Regions from separate parts of the Mus musculus genome. Here regions 2 and 3 are each linked to region 1. The links are chromatin contacts, called in public Hi-C and HiChIP or PLAC-seq maps. All regions are on one chromosome and are shown on one strand. Each heading gives the region's core, a stretch centred on a gene start, on an enhancer-like site or on the middle of the called end of the contact. The rest is flanking DNA. Distances are from core to core; before and after follow the strand shown. Region 1 holds the start of Gpc6 (glypican 6). Region 2 overlaps Gpc6 (glypican 6). Region 3 overlaps Gpc6 (glypican 6).

The links. Hi-C and Micro-C count contacts between places; a contact is called where the count stands out from the background. HiChIP or PLAC-seq counts read pairs in DNA pulled down with a chosen protein or histone mark.
Region 2: a contact with region 1 is called in an H3K4me3 HiChIP or PLAC-seq map of embryonic basal ganglia, with 3 times the contacts expected there. The contact joins the enhancer-like site here to the promoter of Gpc6 in region 1. A contact is called at or near these places in 4 of 39 promoter capture datasets (the 3T3-L1 cell line, embryonic stem cells, liver and 1 more), 1 of 484 Hi-C or Micro-C datasets (nephron progenitors), 12 of 115 datasets of contacts at active chromatin or transcription factors (astrocytes, differentiating embryonic stem cells, embryonic basal ganglia and 9 more) and 1 of 9 other capture datasets (pancreatic islet).
Region 3: a contact with region 1 is called in a Hi-C map of tail fibroblasts, with 2.7 times the contacts expected there. The contact joins the enhancer-like site here to the promoter of Gpc6 in region 1. A contact is called at or near these places in 6 of 39 promoter capture datasets (the 3T3-L1 cell line, hippocampal neurons, maxillary cranial neural crest and 2 more), 8 of 484 Hi-C or Micro-C datasets (the N1E-115 cell line, adipose-derived mesenchymal stem cells, cortical neurons and 5 more) and 14 of 115 datasets of contacts at active chromatin or transcription factors (the NIH/3T3 cell line, SST interneurons, astrocytes and 10 more).

What each region holds. Positions count from the first base shown.
Region 1 is chr14:116,924,013-116,926,630 of GRCm38.p6, forward strand. It overlaps Gpc6 (glypican 6), which reads left to right and starts at 1,285. Exons shown (of 9, transcript NM_011821.3): 1 at 1,285-2,083. The coding sequence starts at 1,924.
Region 2 is chr14:117,555,160-117,557,777 of GRCm38.p6, forward strand. The region is part of intron 3 of Gpc6 (glypican 6); the gene reads left to right. Among named protein-coding and RNA genes, the nearest start is that of Gm52111, 230 kb to the right of the region's middle. Within about 2 kb of position 1,287, at least 4 of the 459 cell types and tissues checked have an H3K27ac peak or open chromatin away from gene starts, as enhancers often do. A contact at or near this core is called in embryonic basal ganglia, where this site is marked.
Region 3 is chr14:117,519,553-117,522,170 of GRCm38.p6, forward strand. The region is part of intron 3 of Gpc6 (glypican 6); the gene reads left to right. Among named protein-coding and RNA genes, the nearest start is that of Gm52111, 260 kb to the right of the region's middle. Within about 2 kb of position 1,304, at least 25 of the 459 cell types and tissues checked have an H3K27ac peak or open chromatin away from gene starts, as enhancers often do. A contact at or near this core is called in the NIH/3T3 cell line, adipose-derived mesenchymal stem cells and tail fibroblasts, where this site is marked.

The sequences.
Region 1 (2,618 bases), core at 35-2,534:
GACTAGACTTCTTTCTGTTCCCTGAGCGCTAGCATTTTGTATGAACTTTTGAAGATGCGACAAGCAAGCACTCTATCACTCTATAAGGAGGATGACGGGCTAAAGAGGAGTTCTTGGAAAAGAAGATGTGCTGAACAATTCCGACAGTAACGAAGGTGCCTAGGATAGAGGCAAATGCAAGGATTTAGGCTCCAGGAGTCGCTCTGGTCACCAGTCATCAGGAAACCAGCATCCTGCAGATTTATACTTCAGTACTACAGAACTAGGCCTGACCCTGTACTGACTTCTCAGGAACTGGGAGACCAGTGTCCACAAGGCCTCACTACTGGATAGCATTTCTTTTCTTCTTTTTCTGATTGGTTAGTTTCAGGAGCTGTGGGTTTCAGGGCAGACTTAAGTATATTTGATCTCTGTGCTCATTAGCGTGAAGAAAGGCTCAGGAAGTTGGTTAAACCCGAATTTTCACTTGCATCCCATTTCACAGACTTCTGAGAACTTGGGAGAAAATGTTAAGGTTATAGTGTTTGAGAGAATCTGATGAGAGAAGATTACAACACCTTGTCCCTCCTGGGGTCCTGTTTCTTGCATGGCCAGCAGCCATTGTTTTATCTTCACATGCCCTAAGCCTAGTGATTTAAGAATCCAGTGTTTTGTAGGTGGAACCTCTCTCTCTCTCTCTCTCTCTCTCTCTCTCTCTCTCTCTCTCTCTCTCTCCTTCCCTCTTTGTGTGTATGTGTGTGTGTGTGTGTGTGTGTGAGAGAGAGAGAGAGAGAGAGAGAGAGAGAGCCGACAGGAGAGGAGTAAAGACCTATGGCCCTCTATCTGTTCTTAGGAAAAAACAAAACAAAACAAAACATTAAGATGAGCCGAAAGCAGCTACCACCTAGAGAGGTGGCTTTGGCCCCGTTCCTAGGTTTCTTTTCTGCTCATTTCTTCCCTGGCTTTGTGTTAGGTACACTGGGGCAAGAGCAACAATTGGAAATGCAATATTCTTTATCTCCAGAAAAATATAGCGTGATAACATTTACTCTCCTCAAACACTTTGTCTTTTTTGGTGGTTTGTTTATATCAGGAAAGGGAACATCTCGGAAGTGTGTGGAGGCCATAAAGTGATTGAGAAAATAGGGACCTTTTGCTGGTAATCTTTCCCCTCCTGCCTAGTGGCTCGCGATCCATTCCAGGTTTTGCGGCCGACTCTGCCTCTGAATTTCGGCTGTGCACTGGGTAGCACGTTTCTCCCTCTCTCCCTCCCCTCCTTTCTCCTTCCCTCTTGCCTCCTGTGTCAGTCTCCAGGATTTTCTCTCTTCCCATTTCAAGAAGACTCTCACTGGCTCCCTCAGTCTATGTGAAGCTGAGGTTTCCCCTCGATCCCGTACATCTCCATCACATACCTCCACGCACACACCTCCCCGAGAGCCCCGCGTTCACACCCACAAACACGCGCGCTCACACTCGCGCCGGCCTGTCCATCTCCCTCGGGGTGGGGGGAGCCGGCGCGCGGTCCCACCTTCGTCGCGCACACTGGATAGGCGAGCTCGCAGCGCTCCACGACTCTGCGGCTCGGAACTCGGACCGCAGGGCTGAACACCCCTACTGTGGTGTTTAAAAAAAAAAAAAGACATTTCTTTGCCTTTTCCTCTTTTCTCCTCTTTCTCCAACGATTTTCTACCGGAGTGGCTAGCGGAGCCGGCAGCCTTCCCAAGGCAGCCCTGGTTGGCTTGCCATCCTCCATCTGGCTTATAAAAGTTTGCTGAGTGCAGTCCAGAGGTCTGCGCGGCTCGTCCCCTCGGCTGGCGGAAGGGGGTGACGCTGGGCAGCGGCTAAGGAGCGCGCCGCAGGCTCTGGCGGGCTTTCGGCTCGAGGGGCAAGGTGAAGAGCGCACAGGGAGCTGGGGGCTGCCGAGGTGGACTTGCATGTTGCACCATGCCTTCTTGGATCCGGGCTGTGATTCTTCCTCTCTCCGGGCTGCTGCTGACCCTCCCGGCCGCGGCGGACGTGAAGGCTCGGAGCTGCAGCGAGGTCCGTCAGGCTTACGGTGCCAAGGGATTCAGCCTGGCGGACATCCCCTACCAGGAGATCGCAGGTAAGCGTGGGCCCCGGGCCCGCTGCAGCCCCGAGAGGCGGCGGGGCGCCCTCTCCCTACCCCCTGTTGCTCAGTTGGTGCTCACTTTCTGCGGGTACCTCCCAGGGACCCCGCGTCCCTGCATCCAGGCGGCGGAGGCTGATCCCGTTTTTCGGGCGGGAGGAAGGTGTGCGTGCCCGCCGCCTCATTGTGTGCACACGCGGGAGCACCCTCGTCCCTCGCCCCTCTCTCCCTGCATTTGCTCCCGCGCCCTGCTACCTCCGTGGCTGGCCTAGAGCCTGGCCCGGCCGCTGGAGCAAAGGACGGTGGAGTGAGGACGGCTAGCGGAGGCAGAAAGCGGAGCCGGGCGCCCATAGCATCCCCCTCGCTGGGGCAAACTTGGGAGAACTGCGGCCGCAGTTTGCTCAGCGCCACCGTCTGAGTGGCGCCTTCTCCACTCCCGCCTTCGCGCCGGCGGGGGCGGTGGAGAGACGCGGAGATTCCCCTACTCAAGCTCTCTGCTCTCCAGGTCCTTTCCAGGGACTGGGCGCCCGGC
Region 2 (2,618 bases), core at 37-2,536, 630 kb after region 1:
TATTATGCTCAAAGCATGGTATCTCTCATTGGCTCACCTGGTTTGAATCTAAGCAACTCTACTTGTCTGTTGTTTACCTAGACTCCACCACCATTAGGCCTTGAGCTACTCGCCAGTCTGTGACATAAATTATATCTAATCACTATGAGCGCCTCCCACATGAATATCATCCTTCCCACTTACCCAGCTAACCAATTTCAACCTAACAGACTCAGAGGATTACGATCACAGACTCATGAACCTCTGAAACAAATGGCCATTTTGCTGTAATGGATGCATTATCAGTCCCCACTCAAAAAAAAAAATGAAGAAGAAACTTAATTTTAGGGCTAAATAGTAACATTCTTGTATGACATACTGCTGCTTGACAAACTATTAGCACTTTGTAATGTCTAAAGTTTGCTGATCCAAATTAATTCCTGATAACAATGAGAAAAAGAGAGAGACAGAGACAGAGAGACAGAGACGACAGAGACACAGAGAAAGTTGTGTAAATTACCCAGGCCATACATATGGGCATCTAGTAGTAGTATTGCTGGATGGTTGGAGTACACGGCAGCAATGGTCATAAGCACTACAAACTCCCAAATCCACCCAACAGTTGTCTTGATGAGTTCTATGTCTTTGCTTATTATCAAGGAGAATTCAATTTCTTAATATTTGTCTCTTTACTTTGTGGCCTGGGGCACACTTGCACACCATGGTAGATGCAAAGAGGTCATAGGACAACCTTGGAGGAGTTGGTTCCATCTTTCCACCATATGAGTTTATGTTGTCTAGATCAGCAACAAGTTCCCTTACCTCTGAAACATCTTGCCAAGAAGAGTCCAAAACCTCTCATATCTGGAATTTATTGACATCAAGTACAGTTCTTAATATTAAACATATATATCTTTTAGATTACAAGTCTATTTTTTTTAATTTTTCCTTTCCAAGTAGGACAAGGTAGTGCTCATCTATGATCCAAACAGTTAGAAAGGTGAAGTGAGCTCCCGTGAGATCACATTAGATCAAGGGATGGTGCCCCACACCTTCAGTTGGAGCATTTGGGAGGAAGAGGCAGTTAGAAGGCCAATCTGGCCTACATCTTGCTTCTAGGCCAGCCAGCAATCCACAAAGAGATCCAGTTTGAAAGGCAAACGTTGTTTTTTCCCCTTTTTGCTGTTTTAGCTTTACAACCAACCAACTCATGACTTACATTTTAGGTTTGTTCCCCAATCCTCTGACCTATCTACGATCACTCTGCACCGTATGAAATGAGCTAAAGTCATTAGCTCTGAAAAGTACTTTACAGTAGCATCTAGTGGCTTTGATGACCTTATATATTCTCTCTGCGGTTTTCTTCTGTTTTCTAGGTACTGAACCAAATTTACAAAGGAATGTTTTTACCTATTTGTGGTTATCAAATAAAGTTGAAGTTTCCCATGGTTCAGTCTCAGGGAAATTCTGTAAACACCAGGTGGCGAGGACACAGGTGATTAAGATATTTTCCACATTTTCAAAATGTCAGCTGTTCCCGTGAGAGGACTCTTAAATAAACACCATCCATATTCTTAGCAGATGTTATCAATGCATCTCAGTATAATTGTAGCTTTCCAATATCTGCGCTGTTAATGACAGTTCAGCGAGGATTCAAAGTGCTTTGATTTTAATCAATGGTCATTTACCAGCTAGCTGTGCCTGGTGGCGTATGCCTGTCATTGAGTCTTCTCCCTTCACCAGATGGTATCTTTGAAATTGTTTTGACACTTCATTGTCTCTCTGGCTGATGACTCATTGTAGGAAAACCCCTGTGTACTCAATGTGTGAAAATAAGATTGTTTGGTGTTCTTTGCAAGTGGCTAATTTTCAAACAAAGAATTCAACAGATGTGACAATTTCAGCAAGATGTTGTCAAAATAAGAGCAATCTAGCAACAAATCAAATCAGGCTCGTGTTCAGCAGTGAGTCTGCTGCTGGTATCAGGAGACTCTGTAACAGTGTCAACCCAGATGACTTGATCATTGAGAATGGCACAATGTCAATTTTCCTCGTCCCCTCTAACGGCTTCGTTTGCAATCACAATGCAGCACTTTAGAATTTTCTTCCTCACTTCCCCTAGTCCACCTACTACCAAAGAGGCCATGTTTGGAATAAATTGTTGGTTGTTTGAAAATAAAATGATATCATTTACCAGAGAGAAGTTTTAAAGGTCACAGAAAGAGATGATCCATTATGAAGTGGCTTTGTGCTTTAAGGAATTCTAGGCTTCAGACACTTATCCTTACCTAGTGAAAAGGTAATTCCCCAAACATTTCAGAGTCACTGCAAGCTTGGCCCATGGCGGTGGCACTGGTACTAAGAAAATGAGGTCACATGGTGTTATCATGCATTATTTTGAGTGTCAAAAAAGGCCATAAAAGTAGACCATTACCATCAATGGCAACTGGATGGGCAATAAGGATAAAATACTGCCTTCTCATTGCAGAGAGCTGACACTGCAGAAACGTTCGGAACCTCTCAGGGTAGCCCAGCACAAAAGTCTTATGATGTATCATCTCTTCCCAGGGCTAATCAGAAACAGATAAAGGGAAGAAGGGAGAAGGGTCACACACAGCAAATTCTATTTCAAAAGAATA
Region 3 (2,618 bases), core at 54-2,553, 600 kb after region 1:
TTTAATTCTACTGGCAAGAGACCAGCTTTTCATAACTTTAGCCTAGCGAATTGTTATGGGCCATAATTCAAATTTAATGATCTGACTCATTGAAATGATAAGATCCCAGCTTTGGGCAGGCATATTGTTGCTTCTCCTAGGAATGTCAATTATTTTATGTCATGCAGTCCCTCCGTTTTCCTGTATACCTTTAAATAGAAGCAAGGCACTACCAGTTGGCACGAACCACGGCAAACATGTGAGTCACTGGGGCTTCTGGAAACACATGTGGGTCCGTATTTGAATCTGCTGAGCCCATCGTTAATGATGCTGTACAGTTTAGAGGCTTCACTGTCGACAAAGGCCATATGTTTCCCCGGCAGCTTCTCCTGCAATGCTGTTTACTGTATATTCAGCTAAGGATCTGAACAGCATTACCTGCAGTGAAAGATTCTATCCACAGACTGTCCTACGTGATGTGCTGTATGAAACAGACAAATGTGTCTGAAATATGTGGACAAGCAGCTCCTTCTCTAAGACAGCATCGAATGCACTGACTTTGCTCCTAATACATACAGTCTCCTAGCTCATTTATGGGGACCAAGGAAGGATTGTTATGACTGCCATGTAAACAACGTGTATTTTAAAAGCTAAGGCCATGCTAACGCATAGTCAGATGTCTTCGTTTAAAGGACAATGGCTGTGACTGCAAAGAAGGATTTTATTTTCTTCTACACAATCAGGAAGGACACATTTTTCATCCCAAGGACCATCCTATTGTCAGTGGTTTTGAGGTTCCCTTGATTATACACTTTTCCTATAAAAACAGGCATTATGGCTAAGCAATCTGGTTGACCAGAAATACCAAGGTGACAAGATAGGCCCCTTTGGTGATTGCTTCCTCATTCTGTTCTGATTAAGCAAAGGCAACTGCATACAAAGATGTTTACCTTAAGAGAGCACAATGAAATGTTCCTTTAAGCTTTTCTCAACAGAAATAGGACCCCACTGTGGAGTTCTATGCCTAACACACAGTAAAATAGGACTCTGCAAAGCTGTGTCACTTCCCTTAACCCCAGCTTCCTCCTTCGGAGAAACAGAGTAACCCCATTACTTATTCTCATGGATAACCTTGACTGTTAAATGGCATGAGTTATTCAGGAGCTTAACCAAATCCATGTCTGAGTAAGCACTCAATAAATAGGAATTTTGATTAAAACCATCAGAATATATTTTTCTTGTCCATGACTGAATTCAACCTAATTTCACTCCTGGATGTATCTGCCAGTTAAACTCAACTGAAAATCAAAGGGGGTGAAGGTCAGAGCTAAGTGTGTGGTTAAATGAGCCAAGTTACCGGACTTTGGAATGGGACAGTCAGACAGACTCTTACATAGGAAAGAAGTTTAGAAAGCTAGTTGAAGTTGGTTCCTTCATTCCTTTCCTGAACAGACTCATGTAATTAAAGGGCTGGATTGTAATAACCCCGTGTAATCAGTAACACAAATTCCAGTGGTGGCCCAGTTGATTTTCATCCCTACTGCAGGGTAAACTTAAAGTAAACTGCATAATAAGAGTATAGGCAAAGAGCCATCCTAATTAACATAGCTCAATATTCCGAATAGTTTAACCTCAGCATACAATGAACTGTTCCTTCACGTTTTCCTTAAAGAACAGGATGGAAACTGAGGCAGTGACTTACTTAGCTCAAGCACAGCCAAGTTTCTAGGGCTTCCTCGATTTATTTTCATGATACTGGGTATAAGTGGCTAGAGATGTTAGTTTAGTAGTAAGACTTCTTGCTGCACAATGACCCCAGCACCCATATAAAATGCTAGGTGTGATCACCATGCATGCCTGTTACTCCAGAGATTTGGGGGAGGGGGGTAGAGACAGAAGGATTGCTGAAGCTTGGTGGCTATCAGCTTAACTTTAGGCTCTGTGAGAAACCCTGTATCAAATGACTAAGGCAGAGAGAGATAGAACAGGACACCTGGCATCCCTTCTCTGGCCACCTCAAACATTCATACAGATGTGCTCACACATACATACACATATGGGCATATTCCACACTCTCACACACACCAAACATGGAACTTTTCTGGTATAGATTACATCATTTCCATCTATAATGTACAGCCATCTTTTAAAACATTTTGGCAAGATGATGTAGTAGTTTTGTATGCATACATAGAAAAAATGCTATCTCATGAAGCCTAGTGTTACTGTTAATAAAGGATAAGAAGATCTAGGTTTCAATACTCTAATAACAATAATAAGGACAAAAAGAAAACGGATCATCTTACCTTATATGTATTACATTTTCAAATCCTATATATAACTGGGATTTTCCAAAAAGAGAATGTTTCATTCTTTTCCTCCATTAGAGACAGTATTAGTCCATTTCTAGATCCTTATTCTGAGATAGAACTGTGGTCCAGAGAGAGAGAATTCTATAATGATCATGATAATGTAGACAGGTAAGTCAGAATGAAGTTTGCCTGTCTTTGGGAAATCTTAAGACAGAACTTGAGGTTGGACATCTGTGTGCTGGTAACTAAAATCATATAACATGCATATATGTGATATATAACATATATGCATATATACACATACCCATATATTCATATATATACATA